7 separate regions of the Mus musculus genome follow, and regions 1, 2, 3, 4, 5 and 7 are each linked to region 6. The links are chromatin contacts, called in public HiChIP or PLAC-seq and promoter capture Hi-C maps. All regions are on one chromosome and are shown on one strand. The core of a region is the stretch at or near the end of the contact, and the rest is flanking DNA. Distances in the headings are between cores, read along the strand shown.

What was found. Promoter capture Hi-C pulls out the DNA fragments that hold promoters and counts their contacts. HiChIP or PLAC-seq counts read pairs in DNA pulled down with a chosen protein or histone mark.
Region 1: a promoter capture Hi-C map of pre-B cells shows a contact between it and region 6, with 4 times the contacts expected there. The contact joins the promoter of Uchl1os here to the promoter of Tmem33 in region 6. A contact is called at or near these places in 16 of 39 promoter capture datasets (the 3T3-L1 cell line, 3T3-L1-derived adipocytes, the C10 cell line and 10 more), 22 of 115 datasets of contacts at active chromatin or transcription factors (the SCID.adh cell line, T-cell acute lymphoblastic leukemia, bone marrow-derived macrophages and 12 more) and 3 of 9 other capture datasets (adipose tissue, macrophages and pancreatic islet).
Region 2: a contact with region 6 is called in an H3K4me3 HiChIP or PLAC-seq map of bone marrow-derived macrophages, with 4 times the contacts expected there. The contact joins the enhancer-like site here to the promoter of Tmem33 in region 6. A contact is called at or near these places in 2 of 39 promoter capture datasets (the C10 cell line and neural stem cells) and 3 of 115 datasets of contacts at active chromatin or transcription factors (bone marrow-derived macrophages, large pre-B cells and pro-B cells).
Region 3: a contact with region 6 is called in a promoter capture Hi-C map of liver, with 2.6 times the contacts expected there. The contact joins the enhancer-like site here to the promoter of Tmem33 in region 6. A contact is called at or near these places in 4 of 39 promoter capture datasets (the 3T3-L1 cell line, hippocampal neurons and liver) and 2 of 115 datasets of contacts at active chromatin or transcription factors (acute myeloid leukemia and extraembryonic endoderm stem cells).
Region 4: a promoter capture Hi-C map of pre-B cells shows a contact between it and region 6, with 4 times the contacts expected there. The contact joins the promoter of Atp8a1 here to the promoter of Tmem33 in region 6. A contact is called at or near these places in 6 of 39 promoter capture datasets (the C10 cell line, the HPC-7 cell line, HPC-7-derived erythroid cells and 3 more), 6 of 484 Hi-C or Micro-C datasets (CD4 T cells, Th1 cells, embryonic stem cells and 3 more), 6 of 115 datasets of contacts at active chromatin or transcription factors (the SCID.adh cell line, embryonic stem cells, large pre-B cells and 3 more) and 2 of 9 other capture datasets (adipose tissue and liver).
Region 5: a contact with region 6 is called in an H3K4me3 HiChIP or PLAC-seq map of bone marrow-derived macrophages, with 6 times the contacts expected there. The contact joins the enhancer-like site here to the promoter of Tmem33 in region 6. A contact is called at or near these places in 4 of 39 promoter capture datasets (the 3T3-L1 cell line, the C10 cell line, hippocampal neurons and 1 more) and 2 of 115 datasets of contacts at active chromatin or transcription factors (bone marrow-derived macrophages and differentiating embryonic stem cells).
Region 7: a promoter capture Hi-C map of hippocampal neurons shows a contact between it and region 6, with 5 times the contacts expected there. The contact joins the promoter of Apbb2 here to the promoter of Tmem33 in region 6. A contact is called at or near these places in 7 of 39 promoter capture datasets (the 3T3-L1 cell line, 3T3-L1-derived adipocytes, cranial neural crest and 3 more), 4 of 484 Hi-C or Micro-C datasets (cardiomyocytes, embryonic stem cells, forebrain and 1 more), 3 of 115 datasets of contacts at active chromatin or transcription factors (bone marrow-derived macrophages, cardiomyocytes and extraembryonic endoderm stem cells) and 1 of 9 other capture datasets (pancreatic islet).

What each region holds. Positions count from the first base shown.
Region 1 is chr5:66,674,303-66,677,878 of GRCm38.p6, forward strand. Uchl1os (ubiquitin carboxy-terminal hydrolase L1, opposite strand) reads right to left here and starts at 2,195. Exons shown (of 5, transcript NR_102714.1): 1 at 1,760-2,195. It overlaps Uchl1 (ubiquitin carboxy-terminal hydrolase L1), which reads left to right and starts at 1,819. Exons shown (of 9, transcript NM_011670.2): 1 at 1,819-2,020; 2 at 2,134-2,145; 3 at 2,642-2,770. The coding sequence starts at 1,988.
Region 2 is chr5:66,640,534-66,643,639 of GRCm38.p6, forward strand. The region is part of intron 1 of Uchl1os (ubiquitin carboxy-terminal hydrolase L1, opposite strand); the gene reads right to left. Among named protein-coding and RNA genes, the nearest start is that of Apbb2, 23 kb to the left of the region's middle. Within about 2 kb of position 1,823, at least 17 of the 459 cell types and tissues checked have an H3K27ac peak or open chromatin away from gene starts, as enhancers often do. A contact at or near this core is called in bone marrow-derived macrophages, where this site is marked.
Region 3 is chr5:66,453,590-66,456,882 of GRCm38.p6, forward strand. All of the region lies in intron 4 of Apbb2 (amyloid beta (A4) precursor protein-binding, family B, member 2), which reads right to left. Among named protein-coding and RNA genes, the nearest start is that of Gm52775, 48 kb to the right of the region's middle. Within about 2 kb of position 1,797, at least 11 of the 459 cell types and tissues checked have an H3K27ac peak or open chromatin away from gene starts, as enhancers often do. A contact at or near this core is called in liver, where this site is marked.
Region 4 is chr5:67,846,043-67,849,471 of GRCm38.p6, forward strand. It overlaps Atp8a1 (ATPase, aminophospholipid transporter (APLT), class I, type 8A, member 1), which reads right to left and starts at 1,389. Exons shown (of 37, transcript NM_001038999.2): 1 at 1,120-1,389. The coding sequence starts at 1,168.
Region 5 is chr5:66,370,072-66,373,357 of GRCm38.p6, forward strand. The region is part of intron 9 of Apbb2 (amyloid beta (A4) precursor protein-binding, family B, member 2); the gene reads right to left. Among named protein-coding and RNA genes, the nearest start is that of Nsun7, 110 kb to the left of the region's middle. Within about 2 kb of position 1,795, at least 28 of the 459 cell types and tissues checked have an H3K27ac peak or open chromatin away from gene starts, as enhancers often do. A contact at or near this core is called in bone marrow-derived macrophages, where this site is marked.
Region 6 is chr5:67,259,068-67,262,164 of GRCm38.p6, forward strand. It overlaps Tmem33 (transmembrane protein 33), which reads left to right and starts at 1,498. Exons shown (of 8, transcript NM_028975.4): 1 at 1,498-1,739; 2 at 1,897-1,966. The coding sequence starts at 1,922.
Region 7 is chr5:66,616,749-66,620,361 of GRCm38.p6, forward strand. It overlaps Apbb2 (amyloid beta (A4) precursor protein-binding, family B, member 2), which reads right to left and starts at 2,069. Exons shown (of 17, transcript NM_001201413.1): 1 at 1,820-2,069.

The DNA.
Region 1 (3,576 bases), core at 945-3,444, 580 kb before region 6:
ATATATATGTATATAAGTATATATATGTGCATATGTGTTTATATATGTGTATATATATATCTATACACACACACACTTGTTTGTTGAATGAATAACTAAGTACCTTCCACAAAGACTTCTGGTCATGACTTCATACTGCCCTTCCTAGCTCTTCTGGCAATACCCATCCACTGCTGACTTCTGCCTGTCCATCAGCCTTAGCTTAAACGCAACTTCCTTTCATGTCTTTCTAATTCCCTCCGCTGAGTTAGGTGTTCCTTCCACACTATAAGAGCTGCAGGAAAGAAGTTTCAATATTCATTTCTGGAATCACCCAGTTCCCAAGCTCAGTGACCAGTGGGAGTAAATGCTTGCTTGTGCAGTATTTGTGATGAATGGATAAATGAAGAAAACTGGAAATGTAGTATGTCTCTGCCAAAAGACAGACATGCACACAGTCTACCCAGGTGTACTGGGTTATGTGTCCGTCTGTCTTGTATTTTTTTTTTTTATTAACTGCATTGAGATGTAATTTACATAGTATAAAATTCACTCAGAATCTTACTAATGCCTTCTTGCCTCTCACACTTGGTAAGTGAAGGTCATTTTTTTTTCCCTGATGGTGAAACTGGGAAGAAAATTGAAGTAGCACATTGCTGAGTCTAAAACAGAAAATGGACCCTTCCAGCCTCATTTACCAGGTTTTGTCTTCCTGCCTCATTTTCCAGCTGTAGCACCAAGCAAATGAACATCTCTGAACCCTGGATCCTGATGTATAAAATTTCACAAATACAATATTGGACCCTCTCAGGGTGAAATAAGATGGCCTGGTAAAGGATCCAGCTGGAGAGGCAGTGCTGTTAAAACAAGGTTGGTTCCCTCCATCCTATGCCTTGCTTACCTCGGGCTAGCAAAAAGCATGTCTGTTTTTCACCATTTGTTCTGAGCATATTTTTTAAAATACCCAACCTGCCTGCATCCTTAGCTACCTCATTCTGTGATTTAGCATCCCTGACAATTGATACAGATCTGGCCCCTCCTTCTACTCCGCCTTCAGCACAAGCGTTTGCCTTCCATCCTTTGAAATGTGCCTGTTAGAAAGAACACCCCCGCCCCCATCCCTGGAGAACCGCGGGCTCTCCTCCGTTGCTATTCCCTTTCTTCTGCGCCCAAAGTATTGTGGACCAAAATCTTATTATCCCAAACCCCTGTTCTTTGAAAAAAGGTTTCCCCTATTTTTTTTTTAAATGCTTTTTCCTTTAAGCCTCTAGTCTCAAATCATCTATCTTTTCTTTGGTCTGTTTCTAAAGTCCTCCGGCGCCCGTATTCTATGTGTCTCGCATGTACTGCTTCCCAGCGACCCACCGGTTCTTCCCCTGGAGTCACATTACATCAGCTTCACTAATGCACTCCGTATCAGATGTTTTATTCTAGGCAGTCCATTAAAAACCGAGCCTGGACACAGGTTGAATTTAACATGGAGGACAGATTGTCTAAGGTTAAGTACAAACTGTTCCGAGATGGGCGGGGGGGGGGAGGGAGGAAGACCGACAAATATTTATATTCATATTAAACACTACATATACCTGTTGATTTTGTGCTTTTTTTTCTCTCTCTCTCAATGTTTCAGAGACCCTCGAGCTTTGGAGTGATTGAGACGACAGAGGAGGGTTTCCAGAAATTTCGCTCCAAATTGAAAGCTCCCTCAAATAGGCTGCTTCATGCGCTCAAGGAACACCCACCAACAAAACCCATCTCCACAACCACCAGATTAGCTCACCGGCGAGTGAGACTGCAAGGTTTGGGGGCTTGGCTTGTACCATTCTGTGCGGTGCATGGGGGAGTTCGAGCCCTCTTGGCCTTCCTCCTCTGCTTGTTTCTGCTCCCGTCTCCCCTGCTCAGGCTTTCCCAGTGAGCGAGGCCGGCGCTTTATAACAGCAGCCTGGGCGGCTCCACCGGCTGTTTTTTCGGCTCCTCGGGTTTGTGTCTGCAGGTGCCATCCGCGAAGATGCAGCTGAAGCCGATGGAGATTAACCCCGAGGTAAGCATAGCTGCTGGGTCGCTTCGGGAGAAATAAGGCTGACCCTTAGCTACAGCTCGGTAGCTGAATCATTTAGTTTTATTATCATTTTCCTCTTTGCTTTTGGCTTTCAGATGCTGAACAAAGTGAGTGGCGCGGCGCGCAGTCTCTGTCCCTATCCTCCAAGAGCATCGTTGGAGACGCCCAGCCGGCCGCGCCCTGTGCAATGGAGGTGGCTGGGCTGGGGCGCCCAGCTGGGTGTCGTCTCTGCCCTGAGTTATCTAGGGGTTTGGGAGTGACTGAGAGATCGATCACGGGGAGGTGGCGGAGGATGGACCCGGACAGCAACGAGCGCGGGGAGCAGCTCTCGAGGGCGTGGCGACGGCCCGCGGACTCTAGTCCGAGGGCTTCGCGCGAGCCACGTGTGGGCTGAGCTTTGTGCTGTGTCACTGCGCGGCACGCAGGGTGGGACGGCGCGGAGGCTCCTCCCAGACTCGGGTGGGGACCCGTGTGTGTGTGTTTGGTGGGGGGTTGGGGAGTGGGAGGGCCGCACGAGGGATGCTCGTGCTGGCCCCGCCCCCTAGCAGGTGCCCATTATTTGTCTGGCTTTTTCGGTCTGGCTGCCCTGTCTTTTTCTTGCAGGTGTTGGCCAAGCTGGGGGTCGCCGGCCAGTGGCGCTTCGCCGACGTGCTAGGGCTGGAGGAGGAGACTCTGGGCTCAGTGCCATCCCCTGCCTGCGCCCTGCTGCTCCTGTTTCCCCTCACGGCCCAGGTAGGGAGAGGTCTGTGATGGGCGGGTCTCAGTGGATACGCAGTGTTGTGGAATGAGTTCCTACCTCACGCTGTCCCCTTTTCCTGTAGGGTCCCTGATAAGGATCCCACTTCTTAGGGTGGGAGGTGCTTGCATTTTCATCGGGGCTCTATTGTGATGTCCATTATTGCCTCAATTTGGAAGAGAAGGAGCCCATTGCGTCTAAGTCTTTTTTTCAGTTATCCAAAGAAAGATCTCCAACTTGTTTATTTTGTTTGTTTGTTTACTTATGAGCCTTGCTCCCACTTGCGGATGGCCGGTTTGTTTTTTTTTTTTTTTCCTTTTAAGGGCCGTGAGTGGGTCAGGTCCCTGGTTTGGTTCTGTTGCTCTCTCACCTGACTGTAAACTGATGAGGGCCTGGCTTGCTTAAGTCAAAAGAGCTGTCTCTTCATTTGCCACCTCCATCTGCCTCTCTGGTGGATTCTCCATTCCCCTCCCCCACCCCTCCCAGCAGGCACACTGTTGAACGTTCCTTTTAGAAAGCTGAATCACTGGTGCACAGAGCCGCGGTCTCCACCTCTCTGACCTTGTGGCTGGATGAAGTAGGGCTCCTGTGACACAGTCATAGAGACACTTCTTCATTTTCTGAAACAGTCTTCCATCTTCCACTGGGCAGGGATGCAAATGATTCAGGCTGAGCCATAGAGAAAGACAAAACTGGGGGTTATGCGTTGTCTCGCCGTGTGTGGAGCCCCAGTAAATCACTGCATCGTCTCCCTCCTGTGGGCTCTTAGCTTCCTAATGATTTAAGAGGGGATGACATTGGT
Region 2 (3,106 bases), core at 573-3,072, 620 kb before region 6:
GCACTTACTGTACAAAGCATGAAGAACTGGGTTCTGAGCCCCATAAAAAGACGAACATGGTAATGTGCGTTTGTAATAATCCTAGTTCTTCTACAGCAAGATGGGAGACAGGAAAATCTGCAGAAGCTTGTGGGTCAGCGAGTTCAGTGCATACAGAGGTGAATGAAAGACCCTGTCTCAAACAACATGGAAGATGAGAACGAAGACCTGAAGTTATCCTCTGACCATGAACATGTCATGCCACAGGAGCATGTGCATACACACACTCATGAACACACAACATATCCCACATCACACACACACACACACACACACACACACACACACATGAACACACACATGCACACACACACACACATACATCCCACATCACACATGCAGACACACACATCCCACATGCATACACACCCCACATCACACATGCACTCACAAACACACACACACATACACATTTGCACACACAGGCACACATCCCACATCACACATGCACTCACAAACAGGAACACACATGGAACTTGTTTTTCAATACATTAACAATCATTAGCCCTCTGACCACACTTTGCAGGTACTTAATAGGTTTATAAGGCAAAACACATATGCTTGCTCGTCTATCAAGGTATCTGATGGTGTCAACTCCATGTCAACTCCATGACATTCCTAATTGCCATGGACACAAGATGTGGGCATGTCATGGATTACCTAGCTTAGGTGCATTGAGTTGGGAAAACCCATTCTAAAATGCAGGCTGCACCATTCCATGGATTAGGGTCCTGGGCTGAGTTAAAAAGAGAAAGCAAGCTGAGCTCTAGCACTCGTTAGTCTTTGTTTCCTAACCATGGATGCAGGGTAACCCAGCTGCCTCCTGTTCCCGTCACTGTCTATTTCTTACCATTATGGACTGTGTATACCTCCCAACTGTAAGCCAAAATAAAACCTTTCTCCATAAAGTAACTTCTTACTGGAAACTTGCTCACAGTAACAAGAAAAACAACTCTGACTGCTTAGAAGAGTGAGCCCCAAATCAAATGCCTTGGTCATGTTGTCTTACTAAAGCAATAGAAAAGCAATGGAGACAGCAACTGAAAGAGCTTGGTATATATACTGATCAGAAATTGATCTGTAACCACATAGCCATTTTCCAGAGTCACAGACCAGATATTTTTTGCTGCCATTTCATGTATTACTCTGATGGGTTAGGCCAACTAGAGCATTAAGCAGGGCTAATGAGGGAGATGATGGGGAGTCAGTGAGAGTTCCTTGGGAGGACTAAATGGAGAGATGGCTCCGTGAGTAAGGGTGCACACTGTTTACTGTTTCTGCAGAGGAACCAGGCTCAGTACTCAGCACCCACATTGAGTAGCTCACAACTGCCTAACTCAAGTTTCAGGTGCTCTGAGGCCCTCTGCTGGCCCCCACAAGCACCTGCATCCATGTGCAATAGTTCCACACAAACACATACATACATATAATTTTAAACAAAAATAAATTTAAAAAAAGAAGATAGAACAACATAGAAACAAATAGAAATAGAAAAAGAAAGAAAGGGAGGAAAAGAAAATGGAGAGAGGAAACTAGAGACACGGGGATGGGAGAGGAAGACAAACTCAACCAGCCAAATGGTCCTTTCCTAAAGAAGTAAGAAATTTGATGGAAATCAAACACAGTTTCTAAAGAAATCGACTTCTCTGTTTGAAGATTAAAAAAACCTCCCACACTGGATTTTCTGTCTGAGACCATCCACCGAGAGGTCAAGGTAGTGGCCAGGACTTCTGAAAACACAGTCTCAGCCAAATCTAAAATGAGTCATATGCTCTTACCAGGAGCCACATCAATAATAAGTGATGACTCGCACAGTGGGGTTTGCCCTTCTTTGGCCACTCACTGGTGAAGTAACTCTGAACAATTCATTTAGACCTCTTGGATCTTGCTTTTAACATACTCAGTAACAGGCAAGAATCATTTGGGATCTCAGGCCCACTTCTATGGCTAAAAGGATTTTAGGAAGTTACGTAACTCCTGTAAACCTATTTTTTTTCCAGCCACACAATGTGAATAAGACATCAAAGAATTGTCTGGAAGAAGACGAGAAGGTACAGGTTGTCCAGCCCTGGTTATATAAAACTTTAGAACACAGGAACCACATCTACAGATGCAGGCCCTGGATCTGGAAAGGGAGGAGAGGTGGAAGGAAAGGGTTATGGGGGCGGGAGGAAGAAATGAGTGAAGTGGTAAGGATGTGGGAATAAAGATGTGGTCCTGGTGTGGTGAGGGGTCACACACCTACAGCTCTCAAAACTTTGCCAACTGTCCAGTGTTTACTGATCACTTAACTGCATATCAATTATACCTTTAAAAACAGCTCTGTTACTTTTAAAATTATGTGTATCTGTGTGCATCTGTGGGTGCCCTAATTGCTCTCTTATTGCTGTGAAGAGGCACCATGACCAAGGTAACTTACAAAGGAAAGCACTTCATCAGGGCTTGCTTATCGTTTCAAACGGTGAATCCATGACCATGGTGGGGAGCATGGCAGTAGACACGGGGGCACAGCACTGGGGCAGTAACGAAAGCTTACGTCCTGATCCACAAGTTGAGGGCAGAGGGGTGGAGAGGGAGAGGGAGAGGGAGAGGGAGAGGGAGAGGGAGAGGGAGAGGGAGAGGGAGAGGGAGAGGGAGAGGGAGAGGGAGAGGGAGAGGGACAGGGAGAGGGAGAGGGAGAGGGAGAGGGAGAGAGAGAGGGAGAGAGAGAGGGACAGGGACAGGGAGAGGGACAGAGACAGAGACAGAGACAGAGACAGAGACAGAGAGAAAGATAGACAGACAGGGACAGAGACAGATAGACTAGTTTTACTGTGGGTTTTTGAAACCTCAAAGCCCAACTCCAGTGACATACTTCCTCTAACAAGGCCATACCTCCTAATGCTTCCTCAAACAGTTGCACTAAATAGCGACCAAGCACTCAAACACACGAGTCTAAGGAAAGCAAGCTCATTGAGACAACCCCAGTGGGTATATGCACATCTGTGTTCTGGTGCCCACAGAGTCCCAAAGAAAGACATTGATCTCCCGGAATTAGAGTTACAAGACCTTGTGAGCTGCTCCGTGT
Region 3 (3,293 bases), core at 547-3,046, 810 kb before region 6:
CTCAGTGGTCAGGCTTTGGATCCCCACCTTTAAGGCTATTATTTATAAAGATCACTGCCTGCTTAGGCAGCATTCCAATCGTGAGCTCTGGTGTCTTCTTTTAAAGCAATAAAAATTACAGTGCTTTTTCCTTTTAAAGCAATAAAAATTACAGTGCTTTTTCCTTTTAAACAATATTCTGTCAATTAATTTTTACACTCTAAAAATGACAGACTATGGACCCACCACCCTCAAAGTTTTCCTCAAGACTTATCTATGGCATAGAGAGTTACTGTTATACTCTTGGGTATTTACAGGAACATTACAAGAAAGTGGAAGCTAGGTAGCTCAAAAGGCATGGTGGAAGTTTCTATGAGGATGTTTTACAATGTTAGGTACTGCGCCCTGATAATGTTATTAGGAAAACACTCTAGTCTACTTTCACTCAGAACCAAAAATGTTTATAGACAGAAGACTGGCAGCTTAAGGACTCCTTGCTGAAATGTCAATATTCAGAATTTGAAGGTGTGTCTGAGAATATGCCTCCTCTCCCAGTTCCCCAACTGACTGCCTACCCCAACCCACTCACAGGCAAAACAGAAAGGTTGGCTTTGGAACTAAGCACACTGGCTAAGCCCTAGAGGTGGAAGATTGCATCTGAGAGTTAGTGCACCAACTAGGACAGATTATGAAATAGCTTAAGGCTACCAAAGTTCTGGAAAGCATGGGGCTATGGGAAAGATGTTTCCAAAATCAGAGGTGATGAAGTTAAGGTCACAGACCCCAATGTTAGTGGTGCAAACGATAACGATCTACCCAGGCTTCTTGCACACTGAGTCTAGGACAAATTACTTCTCTGAAAAATGAGTTCAATACGCCTGGTTGATAGAGGATTCTGATGACCATCTGCAGGGGGTCCAGCACAGTACCTAACAATACACCTGCGTTCCCCCCATTTCTGTGTTTTTGAGTTCTAGGTGGTAGAAGTAATTCTTACTGCAGATACATGGAGAGTGAGTAGGTAAGAAAGGGACTAAGAAGCTGGGTCTACAAGGGCTTCATTATAGGCCAGCATCCAGAAAATTCCAAAGGTTGCTACAACAGGGAAGCAAAGACAATGAAGAGAGGACAGAAGGGTTGGGAAAGGTCACTTAAAGTCTGGCTGCCTTCCAGTTTCATCTCGTCCCTCTTGACCAGGTCATATGGATGGGGAGGTAGGTGCTCATCAGCCACAGGATTTAGGGGCAAGACTGAGTTGAATCCAGAGACCTAAACAATGTGCTGACTTCCACCTTATCTGCCCTGGAGCAAGGACACGAGTGGGTAGAATGTGACCTGTAAGACGTGTCATGAAGAATCATGTGGGAAAAGACACCAGTGTGAAGACAGGTGGGGTCAAAGAAGCAATGGGGCTCTTGGTCGTGACTCACTCTTTAGAGAATATAAGAGCAGAAGTCCGAGGGGGATGGCTGGCAAGATAGAACAGCATTTGCTAAGAAGTTCAGTCCAGGTGATAAGAGAAGAGATGGGCACAGTGGGCCTTCCCTAGCAAGGTGCATACATGAGAGAGGAGGGGAGAAAGAGATACACACAAAGGGAAATGGCCTCTGGGATCTGGGATGGGACAAAGTCACAAGAGGGTAAAGAACTGGAGGAAGAAAAGGTCACAGGATTGGAAATATAAGGAACAAAGGGACAAAGAAGTGTTCTCTACCTCCTAAAAGAACCCCAGCGATTTGGATGTCTTTAGGCCAGGGCCAGGACTGTGAGGGTGCAGTGTTCTGTGAATGGCTCTTAGGCAGAGCCAAGGCTCAGGAGCACTGGAGTCAGAAGGCCAAAGGTCTGAAAGAATGGACTGTCCACACCTGACATGCCAAGGCCAGAAGCAAGCAATGCTCCGACTGAACACGTTCCTGGCCTCCTTCCCCGTCAGCAAACTCCACTCTTCTGACTCACGGTAGACACTGCCTCTTTGTAAAGATCTCTCTCCACTCCAGACAGACTCCAGGGCTCCTGGCCACTACTCCTTGCATCTTTAGGAAAACATCTCTAGTACACTTTAGTAAGTTTGGAGGAAAATGGATGTTCTCTGTCAGTAGAAATGAAATGCTGGCATGCCCTCGCTTGCACTATAATCTCAGCTTCTTTTGATCTCTCTACTCACCCAGTTTCAAATGCTCTATGTCCTACTAGGCTGAGGCGTCTGCAACCAACATGGCAGTATATAACAACAGATGTCTGTAAGGTAGGTAGTAAATAATCACTAAGTGTTTCATTAACATCTCAAGAAATAACATTTCAGCCAACTGTGATAGGACATGCCTACAATCCAACACTTCAAGGGATGAGGCAGGAGGATTGTCACGAGTTTGCGAGCAGCATGACATATGGTGAGAGTCACATATAGATTACTTACAGCCTGCCTTACAGTCTGGGTTACTTAGAGCCTGTCTTAACACCTTCCATCCTAAATAAAAGTCCAGGCAGCCTGTTACTATTGTTCAGTTAATAGAAGATTCTTTTTTTTTTTCTGGAAATGGGGATCAGTGGTTATTATCTCAGCTTTACCCACACACAGAAACTGAGCAGGAGTTAAATGAAGCCCTTCAATCTAGTATCTAGGTCAATCTGTCTTGCTTCTCCAGTCTTAGCTCAAGGAAATTCTTACTGAAATCTGTCATGACTCCAGAGACTAAGAGAGCTGCAGGTAGATGCTTTGTGACAGAGCTGACTGCTGTATTTCTCTATCAAACGTGACTGGCTCTTACAAGCCAGCCTACTAAACCTTGCACCTCCATGTTCAGTGGAGGAGCCCCAGAAGACCTGACCAAAACTCTGGTGCACATACATCTATGAATGTTCTGATTGTTTCTGTGACATCTGCCATCCAGCTCTGGGCCTTCCTCTAATCCTTGCCTTTAACACAGCTAGCACCTGCACCTTTAGCAAAAAGGAAGGAAAGAGACTTAAGTCGACTAGGAAAGCGCGTCATACCACCTTAGTACATTTGGAGATAATGGATATTCTCTCTCTATAAAAATGAAAGGATAGCATGTCCTCTCTTGAACTATAATTTCGGCTTCTTTCGGTTTCTCTTATCAATGTTTAGGACTCTTCAGCCTGTCGTTCTCAACACTGGAGCCATGCTCAGACTACAATCAATAGCTTGTGACTTTAATCAACTCCATGTTAGTATTTATTTCTTATATTTTCAGAAAGGGTCTTATGGGGAGCCCAGAATGGTCGTGCACTTGTTCTGCAGTCAAGGATAACCTTAAACTGTGAGCCACCCACCTCTACCTAAGTGATGGGAC
Region 4 (3,429 bases), core at 139-2,638, 590 kb after region 6:
CCTATTCTCCTTGCTTCTACTCCACCTCCACCACCCCGTTATCATCTATCTCACGGTCAAGATGGGGGCAGGGATGAGAATCAGTGACGGTAACAAGATAGATTATTTCTCAAAATAGTGCCATTCCACAACGTTGAAGGGCAGAGTTACTGGAATGGAAAAACAGACAAACAAAAGAAAGAAAATAAAAGTATACCGTTTCCTTTTTGTCCTAGTAAAACCAAGAGGTGTTTATTGAAAGCCTGCCACACGCCAGACAGGAGGAGAAGGGCTCCTCAATCAGGGTGCACAGCACCATCTCAGTCTTTGCCAAAGCGTCCTAGCCCATAACCTAGGGCATCTGTTGCACACTTCCTACAAGTGGAACCACTCAACAGCTGGCCCTGGGTGGAGCAACAAAAGCAGCATGCACCTTACTCAAGTCAGTTCAGTCGGCCGAAGTGCAGGCTTCAAGCAAAAATGAAAAACAAAAATGAAACCTCAAACTAGAGCCCGGTGAGCCACAGGGGGCAGAAGTGCAGAGACTGGAACGCAGCCTGGTATCCACTGAGCACCCAAACCCAATTAAGGCTCTTCCAGCCTAGAGATGCTGGGAACAGTGGATCAAAGAATCTGCGACGCCTGGGAATGGCAAACCCGCTCTTCGGGAAGCTGTGATGTGGGGGCAACACAATGGTGGGCGCTGGAGATAGTAGGTTGGAGGGATCTATTCATGGGCACGGGTAAACTCACTGGGAACAGGCAGATTGCAAAGATTGTGCGCTGTTGGCGAAGGAGGAGAGCCGGGCGAGTGCTCTGGGAGACAAGGACTGAACAGTCGCGTTGCGGTGTAAAGGAAACCTTGGGGCTCCCGCCAGCGCATAAATTCCGAGGTTTTGGATCCTGGAAAGCATTTGCTAGTGCGCTGAAGGCAGAGCTGGCGGAAGGGTTCACTGGCGATCAGGGGCGACAACCAGACTACTGGGAAAAGGAGGAGGGGGTGTAGATGGGATGAGGTGTCTCTTCCCGGCCACACACACACACACACACACACACACACACTCACGTCAGACCCCAGGCTGCTAGCACCTGCCCCCACGCACTCTGGGCGCACAGCCTCCTGCTGCGGCGGTCACTCACCTTCCGCGCGCGAGCGGATCTCCGACACTGTCCTCCGCATGGTCGGCATCTCGACAGCCCCTGCAGGTGGGTCTCGGGCGGGGACCCTGCACCTGTCACGGCGCCGCGCGGGCGGGAGAGCTGGCTGCGCCGCGCAGAGGGCTCAGCTGCCGCGGGGCCGCGCCTCCCACCCAGGGCAGCGTCGCCGCCAGGAGCCGCCTGGGCACTGGACGGGAGGGGGAAGGCGGCGAAGGAGCTGCGTCCGCAGAGCCGCCTAGGTCTCCCCGCAGTGGCAGAGGAGCGGGCTCGAGGGGCGGAGCCGGGGACGGCGCCGGGGGCGGGGTCTGCGGGGCGCGCGCTCACTCGCTGGCCTCCTGGAGTGGGGCGGGGACAGGGCCGCCGAGCCTCCAGGTCCCGCCCAGTTCGGACCGTACCATCCGCGGGGAGGGGACTTCGATCTAGCATTCTCGGCTTCTCGGCCCACCTCGGCCCTCCTTGAGGCCAGTACAAGTGTCCCAAGCCTTAATAAAAGAGGAAGAGCTTCTTTAGCTCTGAAAGCTCTGGCATCCCCTACAGCCACCTTCTGGCTCTACAATGCGATAGAACCGACCGTCCTCAGCGCCAGGGTGTTGGGTTCGGTGTGGGCAGCTTGAGTCTAAGCCTCTGAGACTCTGTGGGTGACGTCTCTGCTGATGTGGGGGGACCCTGCATTCGCCCTCTGAGTGGAATCCTAGCCTATCTCAACACCCAGCCTGACTCCTGGCCTGAGATGAACGTGAACCCTCTGTAGTAGCAGGCTGTGAGACCTGAAGCCACTGGAACGGTTCCTCTTGTCGTTTTAAGGCTTCCAGCCACACAACCTGCGTGGGTGTGTGAGCCCGTACTTCCCACCAGTTCGTCCTCTGCAACCTGTTAAGGCTCTGAAACTGCAACCAAACCAACTGTTGACCACGTGGTTAACCAAGCAAAAATTATGCTGTTTGTGGTTTCTGCTCCAGAAAGTTCGATGCAGTAGTTTATCCTCAAAGCCTAGTGGGGCGTCGGTATAAAATCCATAAAGATGTTAATTACAAGTCGTTATGTCCTAGAGACCAGCACGACCTCAGTGCCTTTTATTTTGTGTAGTAAAATCCAATCTAACAAGTCGAAACAAATGCAGTATTTTTAATTTGTTCCCGATTTCAGCCTCGAGATAGGATGAGGGGAGCTTTGTGTCTAGCAAGCTCCTGAGCAGGGTAAGAAAGGAATAAAGGTAAAAGGTACTGGCTTCGTGTACTGTTCTTCTGGGCACCTAGCGGAAAGAGCCTGTAGCAAGGCTTTTTATTAGTATTCCTTTGAGATCCAGAAAGGAGAGATGGGTAGAGGGTGAACGAGAGAGAGAGAGAGAGAGAGAGAGAGAGAGAGAGAGAGAGAGAGAGAGAGATATGACTGCAACTCGAGCATAAGGAAAAAGACAAATAAATAAAATCCGCTAATAGCATCTTCTCTCCATTCGTGATAGTTCCTCTACTTCCCGGAAGATCTCATTCACTAATCAGAGTTCTACCTCACTCACTCACATTAATACCCAGGCGGTCAATACATATTTATGAGGAACCCTCTCCACTTGTCTCTTATTCAGTGGTTGGGATCAGAACAAAGGAAACATATTATTTCCAGTGTGCTTGGAATCTCCTTAGGTTAGAGCAGACTCAAACGTAAATGTGTCTGTGCCAGCGATAGCCATAATTTAAAACCGTAGTCCTTTGAAAAAAAAAAGAAAATGAATACAGCCTTATCAAGACTGTCATCGCTGGCGGCTTTTACTCCTCCTAGGCTCCATAATCTCGTGTGTGTGTGTGTGTGGGGGGGGGGGGACCAGGCTTCCTCTTGATGGATATAAATGAGTCTGAAACCAAGTGGAAGACTAAGAACCAAGGGGCAGGGAAAATCAGCTTAAAAGTAAGCAAACAAATGTAGGAGTGGGAGTGGTTTTCGGATTAAGATTTTACATGAGATTTTTATGAACCCAAAAATGATCTGTTTGATTTATGAACAATCCCTTCTGTAACTGTTATGAGCCTTTCAGTGAGATTCACGTCTGCTTACTATAATAACCATCTAACGTGAGTTCCAATGGTACCTGTTTTCTGTAGTGCCACCTGACATGTGTGCATCAGCCAAGTTGACAACCTAGGTCATTCAGATAGGAAATGAAAACAGTTTCTCATACAGACAAGATGGCAAGATGCAGCTTGTGGCTTCCCCCTGGCTCTTTCCCACATGCTCCTGTCACAGAATCCATATTGGCAGGAGTACCATAGCTCCTTGGTTTCTGAAAATCTGCTCCCC
Region 5 (3,286 bases), core at 545-3,044, 890 kb before region 6:
GGCTGAGAGCATCAGCTGTGAAGGGGCAGCCCTGTTCTCTATCCAGTGTTACACTGCTCTTTGGGTTCTCAGCGTTAATGCCTGGTTCAAACCCCGGGGCTGCCACTTGCTGTTCCTGATCTTAGCCTTTCTTTTTTCAGTGTGTGAGCATGTGTGAACACGCAGTCCTGCACGTGTGAAGGCCAGAAGTCAACCTCAGGCTAGTCCTCAGGAACCATCCACTCTGTTTTGTGTGGCGGCATCTCTCTGCTGGAATGGGCATCACTGATGGCACTAGGCAGCCAGTGAGCTCCTGAGACCCACTGTGTCTGCTTTCTCAGTGCTGGGAACGAACGCATGCACTGTCACCGTGCCCTGCACTGCCACCAGGTCCCACGCTACCACCATATCCAGCTTTTCACCTGGGTGCTGCAGTTCGGACTGAGTTTCTCCTACAAGAACTTTTCTGACTGAGCTGTCTCTCAGCCCCGTTTAAGTTAATTCTGAGTTCCATCTTGGGAGAAATATGTACCCGGGGAGCGCCTCTTCCGAAGGTCTGGGTGGCGGTAAGGAACAGCTCTAAGCCTGACTTCATTATTCTGCAGTCCAGGCTCTTAGTTTCTGGAGTCTAATCGGCAGGTGCTCAGCCTCTGCAACTCTAAGTTAGCTGGAAAAATTGTAACACATGAGCTCAGGGAGCTGCCAGGAGACTCCAAAGACACAAAGCAGGTGGCATACTGTGGGGACTCATCTGATGCTCAGTTTCCCCTCGTCTTTAGGGTCCAAAGGACGTTATCTCTCCAGACTTTATCATTTCTTCTTTACCCAGCTAGGTTCCAGGTCCTTGACTTCTTTCTTCCTCTGATTAGGGAATGTTGATGAAACACCACAGCCCCCACCCCCCCAAGACGGTGGCTAATGTCCAAAATGTACCATGTTGGCTACAACATATTGAGTCCTCTAACTGCTGGCGTTAAATGACTCTGGTACCAAAATAGATCTTACAAACTAAGGAGACTCAGACAGACAAGTTAAAAAGTTATAAGGTTAAATGTTACCAATGCAATTCCAAGAGGCTCATTTTTAGGAATGGCCATTTTAGCTTAGTTACTGAGTAAATGACTTCCACTGAGCACTAATTAGCTCCTGGAGACCTACACAGGGGAGTGAGGTTCAGCCCCCACTCTCTTGAGGCTTCTAAAGAGGAGACACACAGTGGGAAGCTATCCCATGGCACCTTGAGATGAGGGCACACAATGGCACAAGCTGCACTGGTTGGGAGCCCATAGAAGGTTTGTGACTCAGAGTGAGTCACAGTGTCCTAAACAGTGTGGTGCTGAGTTGAGCTCATAAGACCATGGATTCCCTCAATTATAAGCATTATTTTTTTATGCTTACTGCATGCTAAAAAAGAGGGATGTCTCAATGTACACTCAAACCAAACACTCCACTGTGCACTGCTTCAAAAATCTGCAAATGAGGGCCAAAGAGATGGCTCAACAGTGAACATTTGTTGCTATTGCAGAGGGCCCAGGTTTGATTCCTAGCAACCTCTTAGTGGTCTGCAATGATGCATAGCTCTAGTTCCAAGGAGTCCAACACACCTTTCTGACCTTTGTGGGCAACACACACACATACACACACACACACACACACACACACACACACACACACACAGTGCATAGACACACATGCAAGCAAAACACTCATACACATAAAAATATTCTACACGTGCACACACAGTTGGGCTGTGTAGCAAAGGGCGTGCAACTTCATCACTGTGGACAAAACAGTCACTATAACAACTGCACGGGGATTGGAGCAGTGAGCACAGCGGCTTGGGGACCAGGGAGAATGGCTGAGGAAGGAAGCCAGCGTTCGCTCCAGGTGAGTGTGTCAGCGCCAGGGAACACTCCCTATCATCCAGCTGCGCTGATTCTTGTTTTGTTTCCCCACATAGAGATGATCCAGTCTTAAGGTCACACTGCAGGTGGGGAGGAGGGGTGATATAGGAGGAGGGTGGCATGCCCTGTCCTCTGCAGAAGGCCTCCTGGCTCTAGGGGGACCAAGTCCCATAGGTGGATTTCAGGAAGTTCCAAGTCTTTTGATATCTAAATTATGTGATCCCTGCACCACTTTTTTCAAAGGCTATGGGTATATCAAGTCCTTAAAAAGGGTTCCAAGCAAGTTTGGTAAAAGAACCCACTGATGAAGAAACCACCTAAAGTACATGCACTGAGGGATGGGGGTAGGGAGTTTACATGCCTATGATCACAGCACCTGAGAGGCGGAGGCAGGAGGATCTGGGTTCAAGGCCAATCCAGGCTACATAAGACCTTGTCTCAAAACACTCGAGGGATGCCTGGGGTGGCGGTGCACACCTTTGATCCCTGCGCTCAGCAGGCTGGGGCAGATGGATCTCTGTGAATCTGAGACTAGTTTGGTCTACATAGTGAGTTCTAGGACAGCCAGAGCTACATAGTGAGATGCTGCTTAAAAAAACAAAAACTCTAAACCAAAAAAATAACAAACACAAAAAAACACAGCCACCACCACCAAAAACAAAACAAAACAACAACAACAACAACAAACTACCATACAGGGAAAACAAAAAAAGTCACTAGTTGGTATCTAGGAAAACAGTTAAGTGGCTTTGCTAAAAAAGAGGCTAGGAACTTAGTACACAGAGGAAATGACACAGGAAGTAGACTCTAAGAACGAGCCACATGACCTGTGCGGGACCTAGCTAGAGGTGCCAGTGAGGGGAGTCCAAGAGCCCAGAGTTGAATACAGGATCAGTGTCCCATACAAGCCCCCTTGAGACTGTCTTTCACACCTCAGCAATAGCCCCACACAAGGGGCAGGCTGAGCTGACAGAAGAATTAAAACCCTCCTTCTCCTATGCAGGTGCTTGGCAGAAAGGAGGAACATGCAAAGTGGAGAAGGCTTTAACAGGAGAGAAAGATGAGGCCCAAGGAGTTGGCAGAGCTTCAGGGATGGCCAGTGGATGCCCACAGGACAGGGCCCTGAGATTCAAGTCTGTATTGCTGGATTCCAGCTGTATGGTTATCCCGGCTCCTGACCTAGTCACAGAGATCAGCCCTCTAGAGACGTCAATTCCTAAGGTTGGAGTCAGGTGGGAAAGGAGTATATACATATGAATATGAAGGACTTTTAAAAGATCTAACCAGCTCAAAGAGGGCCAGAACGATGCCCATCTACAGTATATTCATTCTATTTGATCTTCTCTGTTTTGTGATGCTTTCTCAAGAGATAAGAAAGTGGGGGATGGGGTAGAACAGGATCA
Region 6 (3,097 bases), core at 248-2,747:
TGATCTAGTCAGCAACACTAAGTCTTAGAATGAAACTCATCTTGCTGATAAAATGATTTAGAATTTCCAGGCATCTAGAACTGTGAGGAAAAAGAAGTTGCGTTGTTTAAACTACTCAGTCTGTTGTATTTGACACCCCAGGTAAACCAAGATACACATGTGTGCATGTACACACACACACACATACACACACACACAAACACACACACTACCCATACATGGTGGGAGAGCCAGATTAAACAAATAATCAAAAAGAAATATTAGACAATGATAAATATTCTAAAATAGGGGACAAATTATACTCCAGCAATGCAGAGAAGATAATGTGTTAGCTGAGCTTGGGTGATAGGGAATCTAGACTGGAGATTGTGGGGACCTGAATGTGGACATTGGCCTTAGAAGAAAAGTTTACAACATTCTACCGAGCATCCTTTGACTCCTAGACAGCAGCTGACTGGCGCCTAGGCTGCCATGAATCATAAAGGCAATTGTACTTCTGAGAGAGTAGGAGCTTAGAGATACTCGGTTCCTAAGTTGGAGTATAGATCTGTAGTCAGCTTCCTGTCCTCCACCTCTCTCTTCTGTTCTTCTTTTTCATTTTTCTCTATGCCTCTTCTCCGGGTCTCTGCAGACGACACCCCCACCCCTGCATACCTTTTATCTAGCCAGACATGAAATTATGGAAGCCACATTCAAGTCTTCTTTCCTGTTCTTTTCTCCCACACCATCACACAATTCAGGATTTCATTGCTCTCCCTAGTTGTGTGCAATGGCCTCCCTATGATCTTTCTAATATAGATGATGTCACACTTCTGCTTAAAGTTGTAGCTTGGCTCCCTAGATTGCAGAGTTAAGTTCAGAAGTTTTGGCATACATGCAGGCAGAACACTGTATACATAATAAGTCTTTAAAAATATTTTTAATTAAAATATAACTTCATCATTTCTCCCCTTTCCTTCCAACCCCTCCCGTGCCCTCATGTAATGTTTTTCTTGCCACACACCCTGCCTCTCAGCAGTTCAAATCTTTCACCCCCCCCCAGACCCATTCATTCAGTTCACACCGAACTGTCCTGATTCATTCTGTTACTTTACCTGCTCTGTTCTCTTATTTGGAACCTCCTTCCCTTTTCATATACAATTTTTCCTTTCCCTTCAAGATTTATGGCCAGAATTACTTTTCCAGAAACCCCTGATTAACTCAGCTTGTGGTCGTTTTTGCTCTATTGTCTCTGAGAAGGTCAGTGTTATGTTCTTTTTTTTTTTTTTTCCTCCAAGCGTCTGTCACATAGCCGGTTTCACTAGTGCTTGAAATAAGAAAACTAAATCACAGGGTTTGGTGAATCGCTATCTGGAGAGATCATAGATATTTCTGAAGCTTCTGTATATGGAAGTAGAGAGATTTTTGAGGTTCGGAAGCCAGCGAGGAAAATCGCCTGAGTGCCGGTTAAGACGAAAGTTGCCTCGGTGGTTTTACTTAACATTTCCGTGCCAATTGGCTCGTAGGGAAGGTGGAACCAAAACAAGGAGAAAAACTGCATTTCCCGTCATGCCTCCGGAAACCACGCCCGGTGACTCTCAACGTCCCGCCTGACTCACGTGGAAACGAAAGGATCACTTCCGGTTTTGCAACCCCGGGAACCGGCGGCGTCGATCGGCCCTTTAAGGCCTTTCTCCGAAGCTCCGCCTTCGCTTGGGTCTTTCTAGAAAGGCAGCTTCGGTCTGGACCGAGCGGGGCAGGTATTACCGGGCCGCCATAGGGGGACTTCTGCGGCTGTGTGCTGCACGCGTCCGGGAGGGCCCGTTCCTCCGGGGGTTTGGGGTTCCTGCCGGCTCTGAAAGCAGGTCGGAGGGTCGTCGCCCCGCACTGACGTTTTGCTCTTCTTTGCTGTTGCAGCGTCCCGGGCTCCCGAGTGTCTCCCATGGCGGATACGACCCCGAACGGCCCCCAAGGGGCGGGCGCTGTGGTAAGTGAGCGGCCTGGTCGCCCGGCTCCATCAGCCGGAGTTGGCGAGGAGCAGGAAGTGTTTGAGAGGGCTAGAGGGTTCTAGAAGCCGCTGCCTGCCGGACTGGGGTTAGGGAGGAGCCGAGTGGCGGCCAGAGGAGCTCCAAGTTTGTTTCAAAGGCGACAACAGGCAGTTCTGGAGCAGGCGGCTGTCACCTGTCAGCTAGGGATGTTGGCCTCCTTGCCCCTTCCCACACCGCGGTCTCCGATCGTCTTCGGCCCCCAAGGTGGAAAATACCATCTATTCAACCCACATGCCTCGTGGTGCGCGTCGTAGTATTGCCCTTTGTACCTACTTCAAGCCTTTTAAGAAATTTTGCAAAGGGGAGAGAGTGGTGTGTTTCTTTGATTAGTCGTTTACAAAGAGGAGGACTGCCCGTTTGTAAACTTTATAATTAAAAATGTTGATCTACAGGTCGACTCGAGGTAGTTTTTGTGTTTTTGCCCTTAAATTGAAGTTTTGATTTTTTTTTTTTTAAAAAGCTTTTTACAACACCCCTGTACTGTGTACACGCACTTAACTTTGCTGACCCATTTGGAGATTTTTGATAACCCAAAAATACTTAAGTATTATTTTCCACTTCATTACATTTGGGGAATTGAACATGGATGCATTTTAATCTACTTTGTAGTTCACGTGCAGATTTCCTTAACTGTCCATTGTCCCTTCCCCTCTTTGGGAAGCAGCCATTGTGTTTATTTGTTCTGCCTCTTTACTCCCAGTCAGTCCATGGAAATCCCTCTATTATCTCTGGGCTTTGAAGACACACCTAGTTTCAAAAGTCTAGACCTGTTTTACAGAAGGCTCTAGAAACTGAAATTACATTTTGATTATGCCCTTCTCAGGACACAAGAACCATTTTATGTTGATTCTTTGGGGAATTAGGTATGATCCTGAATCAACTGATTTGCCATTGTAAAAATAGATTTCACCCTTTGTAAGTAAGAAGTTGTCTGGCCTAATACTTTGAAACTGTGAATAATTTGTCCTCAAGTCTTCAGTCCCATGATCCATTAAAATATTTTGTTGTGGAACTATATATACCAGGCCGTTCACTCTACTTAAACCAGCCTCTTCAGCTCCTTGATTGTG
Region 7 (3,613 bases), core at 819-3,318, 640 kb before region 6:
TCTGTTACATTATAGCTCTTCCAGCTTTCAACTACCTCTTTACAAAGGTTCAGACTGCAGGATTCTACCCAGCTCCTTAAAGGTGAATAGTTTAAAGTATCCATTTGGGGAAGAAGTAACAGTGTCAGAGGACAGCAACCACACTTGAACCAGAATAGGGTCCCAACCTGAGTCCTTAGGGTCCCAACCTGAGTCCTTTCTCAAAGCCTGGCACATGGCTTTCTGTTTCTGGGAACTTTCCGAAGGTATCTACAAACCTAACATAACAAGTTCAAAAGGACAGTGGCAGACCTCTTGCATCTGCGACATCCCCTACCCCACCCCCACACTCCACAGATGGGACCACTCCCCACCCCAGCCACCCTTGTTCCCACCACATTTCTGCCTGCCTTGGGGGTGGGGGGGTGCCCATCCTCAGGACAAATACTATCTTCCCAAACAGATGCCATTTCTAAGATTCTGTTAAGACTCTCCAAATTCGGAGAAACCCTGAAACAAGACAAAGCCTAACTTCATAAAGAAATGCCCCCTCCCAGAGTCCTGTCTCCGCAAGGTCAGCCATAAGAATTCAGGTACTACTACCATGGCCATTTCAGGGAAGGATCTGTAGTATCATAACAAGAAAGAAAATTTAGATTTAAGGTACCAAATCCTAAAACAACAGACCAGCTGTCATAATTTATTCTGAAATCGGTAAAATGAAGAAACAAATAACAAAAAGGGCCAGCCTCACAAAGTTTATTTCTTGATATCAAAATGATATTGTTGTTATCGTTTTATGACTTTCATTTAAGACACTGAGCACAAAGCAAAGTCAGGGACAAGACTTTTTAAAACTGCTCCCTCTAAGAGCCCTCTGGGCTTCAGACACTGACCTAATTCTCTCTTCATGTGAGCCCTCTCAAATCACTCAGTCCATCCCCAAGCGATCAGAACAGTCGTGGCTGTGCAGAATCTTGCTACAAAACGGTCCCAATTCTTCATCTGATTTCTCCAGCTTTTTTTTTTCTTTATGCCCCACACTCCCTTGGCCTTTGGGGCCTGACCTCCTGTTTTCAGACCTCTCCATCAATGGAGAGACTACCTATCATTGTTTCTACGGGACTCCCGCATCCTCCCTCCGCCCAGCTAGTTTTCGTCGCACAAATGTCATTTCTGGCGTCTGAGCCACCATTCCTCCCAGGGAGCAGCAGTGGGGCGTTCGGGACCCCGATGACCGGCTTCCCTGATCCGGCCCTCGGCACACAGCCATTTTCTAGTTAAAAACGCTCTCGGCGTTGCAGAGGGGACAGGAACTTTGCCCTCTCCTCCTTTCTGCAGAGCTGGGTTCTCTGCACCCCGGGAGACGCTGGCCAGGTCTCTGAGTCTCCCGCAAGAGCGCGCCGCCCGGCAGGCAGGCCGGCCCCAGGGCAAGGGGGCGTGCGCTACCGGTCGCCCGCGCCCACCCGCACTTTGCCCTCCGCAGTCTCCGCCCGGGCACAGCCCTGCGACCCGGTGTCCTCGCCCGGCCCTGCCGAACCCCAGCTCTGGGTGGGAGTGAGGGAGTAATGGGAGTGACGGAGCGAGCCCGCAGCCAGAGCGCCGGCCCTGCAGCGCGGGCGCGGGGCGAGCGGGACTCCGCAGCGGACGCCTGCTGCAGATGCGACGGCAGCTGCTGCAGCTGGGGCTGCGGCTGGGCGACCGGCGGTGACCGCCAGAAACCGAGCAGCAGCCGCGAGGGCACAAGCAGCCAAGCTCGCCGGCTGCCCGGCACCCCCGGCGCACTCCGGGCCATCCCTCGGATCCCCGGGCTGAAGGCATGGAAGGAAGCGGGGCTCACCAGCGCTGCGCGGCGTTCGATCGGCTCCGGACCCGGCTCCCAGGTCTCGCAGTCCGCTGAGCACCCGGATCAGCTGCGGGCTGCAGCACGCGAGCTTCCTACTTAGAGCAGCACTGGCTCCGGCGACTGAGCATGCCCAGTGCGGCTCCGCGAGGCCCGCGCAGGGAGCAGCGGCAGCGAGATTCCACTTCTCCAGGCTTTGGCGGCGGCTGCGCGAGGAAAGGCTTGGAGGGGCCTGGCGGAGCCGGGCGAACCCAGCAAGGCGGGGCCGGGGGCGGAGGCCGCGGCGGAAGGGGGCGGGCCGCGCTCCCAGGGCGACCCCTGCAGGTGGAGGCGGCCGAGCTGCGGCACAGCAGGGAGGCAAGGGGCGCCAGGGTGACACCCAGAGGCTGGGGGTTGCGGGGCAGCCCGGGTATCCCCTCCAGGTGGCCTAGCGTCTGTCTGCACCAAAAGGCAGTTTGGGAAACTCTTCTCTCACGCGTCTGCGTTCCTGTAGAATGGAAAAATACCCCAAGATGAGAGCTGTCCACAGCCTTCCAGGCTAACTGAATGTTAAAAGGTGAAACTTTCTCCTGCCTTCTGCCTCCTTCATCCCCCATGGCTAGACATATGCCACACAGGAACATTCCTGCCCTGGAAAATCACAGCGAGATAACGCCATGCAAGAAATATGCCTGCGAACAAGGAAAAGCATTATCTACTTGCTACCTGTTCGTTAGGCATTAAGTGGATTTACTGCAGGCACCTGGAAGTCCTTGATTTGTTTCTCCATCAAGCCAAGGGGTGTTAAACTGATGCCTAAGTCAGACTCATCTGGGAAGGTTGCTGAAGCAGCATGCTAGGCGCGTTTCCAGGGGTTGGATGAGTCGTTGTGCCGTGCTGCACAAGCGCCTGTAAGTATCAAATCCCAGGTACTGATGCGGTTGCCATCCGAGGACTAGTCATGGGGACTCTGCTATACACAGACCATGCTACCTACCATCTCCTCTAGAAAGGTAATTCTGAAAATAATTATAACTACTAAGTAATGGCTCTTTGACAACGCACTCCTCAATCAGATAATAAACTCAGACTCATCCTCCCTACAGTGAAGATGGGCATTATTCCTTTTTTTCTTCACACAGCATGAGTTTATTGAGGTTCCACAAGATCCCCTTACTAAGACCTGTAAGCAAATCGCAGCCCCTGCCTTCATGTTTACAGCCCAGCAGTAACTGACGTCCATTGAATAGTTTCTATGAAATGCCATTTCTGCCATCTCCATACACAAGGTGTTGACATGTAAAAGTGTTGGGTTATCAGGAATGGAGAGAACGCCGTGTGTTGGTGGTCTCTTGTAATCTATAGCCTCTTCTATAATCAATATTTCCCTCAGACTCCGCGGAAGGCCAATAGTACTGCTACAGAAAAATCTCCATAAATCTATGCAGGTTCACTCTTGGAACTGAACCTCTGCATCCCAAGACTGGCCCAACGAATCCTGCGAACCATGAAGAGTCAAAAACCAGGGTTCAAATGCCAACTTGGGAAAAGCAAACTGTAGAGGGCCTTGAGACACAGGCTACTGTGTCCTTCAAGCCCAGACAGAGGAGGAAATGAACCCAAGCCCACCCTGCGAATCCTTCATCGCGGCGATCTCAGCAGGCTACCACACCAACTTGCACCTTGATCTCCCAGCCCGCCAACGTCCAGAGCCTACCCTACCACCCGATTCTCCCGGGCTCCCGGGTCGAACCGCGCCTGCCCCCTCCAGGCGGTCTACTCGGACGCGCAGGAAAACCCGCGCTGGAGTCA